2 separate regions of the Rattus norvegicus genome follow, and region 1 is linked to region 2. Evidence: chromatin contacts called from public Hi-C data. All regions are on one chromosome and are shown on one strand. The core of a region is the stretch at or near the end of the contact, and the rest is flanking DNA. Distances in the headings are between cores, read along the strand shown.

Region 1 (3,371 bases), core at 723-3,222, 46 kb after region 2:
TTTTCATTTTCTAATTATACCCAAATGGAATCATACACTGTACTTTTTGTCTGGCTTCTCTCTCTCAGCATTAACAGATACATTTATATCACTATATGTGTTTATAGTTCTTTCCTTTTTATCTGACTGGCAGTCCCTTGAATGAGTTACTCAGAAAAAGCACTCATTTCCAACCCTGAACTTCTCATAGAGGGTTTTAGGCATATTTTACATTTTATCTTTGTCATTCACCAGGAATTAGGACTTTGTCTACCTAGATCAGAACTATTATTTTATCACACACGCTGTTGTGTCTTGATTCTTTCAAAATACTGTTTCATTTAAATTTTAATCTAATCGTTGTGCTGTTGCAAGGAATAACCCTAACTTTCTGGAAGTATAATTATATTCTTACAAGTTTTGTTAACTTAACGAATGCAAACCAGTTGGGTGTGACCCCACTTTTTTGTTTTTAAAATATAAGTGCATGGTGGGATAAAGATACAGCTCAGTGGGAGAGTGCTTGCCTACAATGCTTAAGGATCTGGGTTCAATCCCCAGCATGACCACAAAAACAAAGTGCAGATGCATGTGCATACACAAAAAGGAGGGAGGAAGGGTGAGATAGGCTGACAAGTATGTCCCTGATACCAAATACAGCAAATTGAAAAAACACACACAAGATGACATGATCTTACTAAATCATTTACTTGCTAGACTATCAGAGGGACTACCATACTCACCTATGATTACTGCAATCCTCTAATTCATAAATCTGAGTGGGATAATCTAAATTGATCAGTAGAATTTCTCAGGAAACTATGACCAACACAAATAGGTGAGGTTATAAATCCTATTCCAAAACTATGAATGGAATTTGTTAATTTTTAGAGTTCATGAAGATCTCATTTTAAGGTTCTGGCCTTTATAATTTAGCCCTTAATTATAAGCGTGCAAAAAGCTTAGTAAGAGTAGTTTATTACTTATAAAACTCCAAGCCACCCATTAATCACAAAACTCATTACAATACTGATGGGTCAAAATACATGAATAGGTTTTTAGTTTGTATTTCAGTTGTTTACATGCTAATTATCACTTAATTATAGACACTGTTTCCTTACAGCAAAGGCAAAATACAAGTACTAAGGTAGTCCCCAAGCATTTGTATAATTAAGAACTGAAGAAGCGCCTCAGTTATTTTTGGTCCTGGGAATCAACGCCAGAGCCTTGCATATGTTCAGCAAGCATGTTCTGTTACTGAGCGACACTCCACAACCCACCTAGTTTCCCTCTATTGCTACATTTGACTGTTGGACAACACATGCACTCAAAAATTGCAACTTTTTGTGTCGTATAAAAGCGTAAAATAATATGCTTCTCTTGCATATAAATACAGTCTAATGGGCTTCCTCTCAATACTTCCTATTAAGGTTACAAATTAGTAGGAAAATAATAGTGCCTCCCACGGGTTTGCGGACTTTTTAATTCTGGAGCCTGACAACAGACAGCAGGAGTGAATGAGAGAACCGACGCAAACGCTGGCAAATGTTAATATGCTAGTCTGCCACGAAGAAATACTCAGATGTGAATTACACGTGCCCGTGGCCTCAGACTCCACAGAGCTCCCTCTGGAAGCATCCAACTGGCCCCTGACCTAGGGAGAAAAAGTCGGTCCACTGCACCATCACTGCAGGAAAGAGAGCGTAAAGCCAGCTCATACTCTGATAGATCTGACCGTCTTGCTCGCGCGCAGGCCTCGAACCGGAGCCCCTTCTGCACTCAGAGCGCCCGAGCCTGCAGAAGTTCCGCAGCCAGGCTTCTACTCCGGCTCCTCAAGCGGCGCGTGGCCCCAAGCCGCCAACAGCTCAAGGAGACCCCTCCAAGACCAAGTCTGCCCGGCCCCACCCATCGCACCCACGTGACCCATGCCACGCCCACAACCTCCACGTGACCCGGTCGGCCTCCGCGCGCAGCGTGGATCGCGGCCAGAGCCGCCATTGTTCCGCCGGGGGAGGACAGCGAGGCCTGGCGCTGGCGCCCCGACGCCACTTAGCGGCCGCCTCTGGAGACACTCTGTCCCCGCCGCCCCGTGTCCTCCTGGCGGCGGCGGCGTGAGGCCGACTGGAGGGAGTGGGAACCCTCGGCCCTCCCCGTGGCGGCGGCGGCCACCTATTCCCCACTCTGGAGTGAGGGGCGGCCGCGATGCGCTTGGCCTGAGGTGTCGCGGCCCTCGTCGCTTCCCACGACTGTTCCAGCGGCGTCTGTGCTCCCCGGCGTCATCCCGAGAGTCTCTGACGGGAGGGAAGATGGCTGCACGAAGCTGGCAGGACGAACTGGCTCAGCAGGCCGAGGAGGGCTCTGCCCGGCTGCGGGAGTTGCTCTCTGTCGGCCTAGGTTTTCTGCGCACGGAGTTGGGCCTCGACCTGGGGTTGGAGCCGAAGCGGTACCCGAGCTGGGTGATCCTGGTGGGCACCGGCGCTCTCGGGTTGCTGCTTCTCTTCCTCCTAGGTTACGGCTGGGCCGCTGCTTGCGCCGGCGCCCGCAAAAAGCGAAGGAGCCCGCCCCGCAAGCGGGAGGAGGTGACCCCGCCGACTCCGGCCCCCGAGGACCCAGCCCAACTGAAGAATCTCAGAAGCGAGGAGCAAAAGAAAAAGAACCGGAAGAAGCTGCCTGAAAAGCCCAAAGTGAGTAGTGGCGAGGAGCCCGGTGGTCAAGGGAGGTGAGAACACTAAAGCGAGAGCTCAGGACGAGGCGGTAGGTGAACACGTTCCTTGAGTAGGGGGAAGTCGGAAAGTATAAGAACCAGTAGGAAAGTCGAGTTTTTCTACAAGGAAATTAGATCCAGGGGTAGGTATAAATAAAAGTGCCCAAACTTAGAGCCATCATATGGGAACCTTGGCTTCCCCAAAAGCATATCCTTCTTAGAGGCCTATGGAAGTAGGCTGCATATGTGGAGGTTAATGGGACCGTACAGTGACGTTGGGAAGTTCTGAAAAGACTGTCTGGAAGAGAGAGATGTCTATCTCAAGTCACGTTGAGACCTGAAACCGCGGCTAGTGGAGGATATACGGTGACCTAAAAACTCTGGCTTAAAGGATTAAAGGTGTCCATATCAAGACATACTCATCTTAGTTGGAAATGTTAAAGGGAAAGGGTAACCCTGTCTTAGCTTGGTGAGTATGGCCATTGGATTGCTGGTACAGGATCTGGAGATCTAATACTCCTTCTGGATATAATGGCCCTGAGCAAAACATGAGGCAAGTTCAGCAAAGTAGTCTATAGTATAGTCCACAGGGTGGAAGGTTTTTGTTTTTAATAAAGTAAAAAGGGGTGACAAATTGGAATGCTGATGGTTGAGAGGTTTCAAACTGCAGTTTGCTGGACCACATGTG
Region 2 (3,084 bases), core at 451-2,950:
ATGCCCTCATACCACACCCAGGTTAATGTGGAGCCAATGGCCCATCGAGGCATAGCAAAGCCTATGTGCAAAGCTGAAGGGCCACCTCCATACACTGAACCCTATTTGTAATAGATCGGTGTCAACATGAAAGGAGATACGTTACATGCTAATTTAAGTGGGGGAGTCAGATTACAAATCACTAACATGCAAAGGCAGTTGATTTTTTAATAGTTTAAGATACTTTTATATATTAAAAGTACAGAGGACTGATTTTGGAGGCTGACACCTTTAATCCCAGCACTCAGAAAGCAGAAGGAGTGGACCTCTTTGAGTTCCAGGAAGCCAGGATTACCTAGTGAGGCTATGTCTAAATAAATAATGACACTACTTCACCATGTTATTGTGAAGATTGCATGGGGTCTCCAGATAAGGGCCCAAGGACAGTATCTGACATACTGACATATAGTATAGAAGGGTCTCAGTTGATTTCAGCTACCAATACTGTGTAATCTCATTACCTTTTTTTTTAATTTCAGGATAGGGTTTCTCTGTCTAGTAGCCCTGGCCTTCCTGGACTCACTTTGTAGACCAGGCTAGCCTCAAACTCACAGAAATCCCCTTGCCTCTGCTGGGATTAAAGGATGCACTACGAAGCTTAACCTCTCATTTCTTTTTAAAAAGAACCTGTGTGTGTGTGTGTGTGTGTGTGTGTGTGTGTGTGTGTGTGTGTGTGAATGTATGTATATATTTGAACATGAGAACTCTCAGGAAAAAAATACCTAATTGTTTCAATACGTGGTTAGTATAGTAGCACACAGTTTTATAATCATCTCAGAGGAAATTCTAATGGTGATGCTGTCCATTCAGATGCTAAGCACTGATGCAGAACCATGACTTACATGTTTCTAAGAAAAAAATAAAGTCCAGAAAGTGTCTGCTTTGTAAGCATGGGAATCTGAGTTTTAATCCCCATCACCTGGGTTAGACCCAGATGCAGTCATTCACAGCTGTAGCCCAGCACTGGAGCTGGGGTGGGTGCAGACAGTTTCCTAGAGCTCCTTGGCTGAATCAGTGCGATGCCTTGCATCAAAAAATAAGGTGGAGAGCAAAGAAAGATACCTGACACCAACTTCTGGTCTCCACATTCACACAACACACAAACACATGCACAAACTGGTGGGAGGGAGAGTAAGAAAAGAAATTTTACTTAGAGCCATTTACTTAAAAATAAGTCATTCTTTTAAAACAGAAGCCTGCAATAGACCTATCAAGTTTTCTTTTTCATGTTTTCCTGATTTTATTAACACTCAGAGTTTATTTTAAGTAAACCTTTGTCCCAGAGTCCCACACCCAACTGCAATGCACACACACACACACACACACACACACACACACACACACACTTGTACACACACCCTGGCCACCAGTGGTGTGGTTTCATCCTAGTCAGGCTGGATATTCCCCCTCCCAGACCTCTAAAAATAGGACAGAACAGGATCCCCCCACCCCACTACTTCCTTTCTTCGCATCGCAAACACTCCAAACTACTCTGGGTTTGAGAATAAGGAAGTCCCTGATTAGCCCGCGCCAGACACACCATTCCTCCTTTCTCTGCCACCATTTCCCTTTTTGCTCCCCTGAGATATAAGAATGTCCCTCCACCCACCCCGTCAGCCCCTTCCTTTTTCATTGTCTCTCATGAGCTGTGCCTTCCCATCCAGCAAGTTCCTCCAGAAACCAAGAATCACGTTTCAAAATCCCCACCTCCACAGAGTGGCCGGCCAAGAAAGCTTAACCCTCCGACTTCTGAGCTTTGTGACATTGGCTTGGGCTCCTCCTGACCCCCACCCCACTCCATTGCTGGAATAAACTTGATATGGGTATTATCTCTTTTTTAAACACTTGCTGTCGTTGCCGAGAACAAACAAATGGCACTCAGAAGGAGGCCACTGCATCTGAACTTTTGGAAGTGAAAACATGGCAAGGTGTCAGAACTGAGTCAAAACTGTCCCCTTCTTCCCGTGTAAGAGGCAAGGTCTCTGCTGGCACGGAGAAATCGCCAAAGCAGGCGCTGGCTACGGCACAGGGCAGTTTACTGCATCTGCAGAATGATGAAAGGGAACAACAACAACGGCTACGACAGCTGTCCTCCTTAGCCACAATGAGAAAGCCCCTAAAATCAATTACTATCAATACAACTTGCAGATAAGATAATAGCAGAATTTAGTAATGGATAAAACATGGCAAAACACAACTTCTGATTTTCCTAATACACTTAGAAATTTAGATTACATTGACAAAACAAAACAAAAAACAAACAAACAAAAAAAAAAAACACATTTATACTGGGTGGATGTGAACCTTTAACCCCAGCACTCCAGAAGCAAAGATTTTTCTTCTAGTTCAAGGCCAGCCTGGTCTACATGTTGAGTTTCAAGTCAGCCAGAGCTACATAATATTACCCTTCCTCAAAACAAAAACAAAAACAAAAACAAAAACAAAAAAAAGCCTGCATTGAGTTGTTATTTCTTTGTGGTAGAGAAGGTCAGAGGGCAATCTGTAAGAGTAGACTCTCCTTCGATCATTCAGGTTTCAGGGTTTGAACTGAGATCATCAGACTTAACAGCACGTGCCTTTATCTGCTGAGCCATCAGTCAGCCCTCTAATATGGCAATCTTTTTAACAGGCCTTATATTGCTTCATGTTCACCTCACAGAATTCCTTCCTGTCGGGAAAATGAACACGAAGTCCATGCTGAAGACTTATTCACGGCCAAGCATTAGCTGAGCTCTGGCCACATAGAGAGACTAGAGCTTTGCCACAGACAGTTCAAAACATTTATCCTCTACTTAGAAAAACATAGAAATAAAAATCACTCTCAGAAAAGCTAGAGGTAACTTATCAACGAGCATAATACCAAAGCTCTATGATCATTTTTAATAAGACCTTTAGGTTTGAGTGGGCCAGATAGGATCCCTATTAATAATAATTATTAGTAAAATGGAATAAGAATGGCCTATGTTTTTTAAAAATGTTTTCATTGTGTGTCTAAAACTCAGGTTTAACTGAACCTCCTGTATTACTATTCGCTAATTCTGACAA

Evidence for each region. Hi-C and Micro-C count contacts between places; a contact is called where the count stands out from the background.
Region 1: a contact with region 2 is called in a Hi-C map of psoas muscle, with 2.5 times the contacts expected there. The contact joins the promoter of Mtdh here to the enhancer-like site in region 2. A contact is called at or near these places in 2 of 12 Hi-C or Micro-C datasets (prefrontal cortex and psoas muscle).

The regions. Positions count from the first base shown.
Region 1 is chr7:67,190,688-67,194,058 of GRCr8, forward strand. It overlaps Mtdh (metadherin), which reads left to right and starts at 1,973. Exons shown (of 12, transcript NM_133398.2): 1 at 1,973-2,663. The coding sequence starts at 2,286. LOC134479891 (a long non-coding RNA gene) reads right to left here and starts at 1,827. Exons shown (of 2, transcript XR_010053749.1): 1 at 1,700-1,827.
Region 2 is chr7:67,144,656-67,147,739 of GRCr8, forward strand. No RefSeq gene overlaps it. Among named protein-coding and RNA genes, the nearest start is that of Mtdh, 46 kb to the right of the region's middle. Within about 2 kb of position 1,701, at least 6 of the 93 cell types and tissues checked have an H3K27ac peak or open chromatin away from gene starts, as enhancers often do.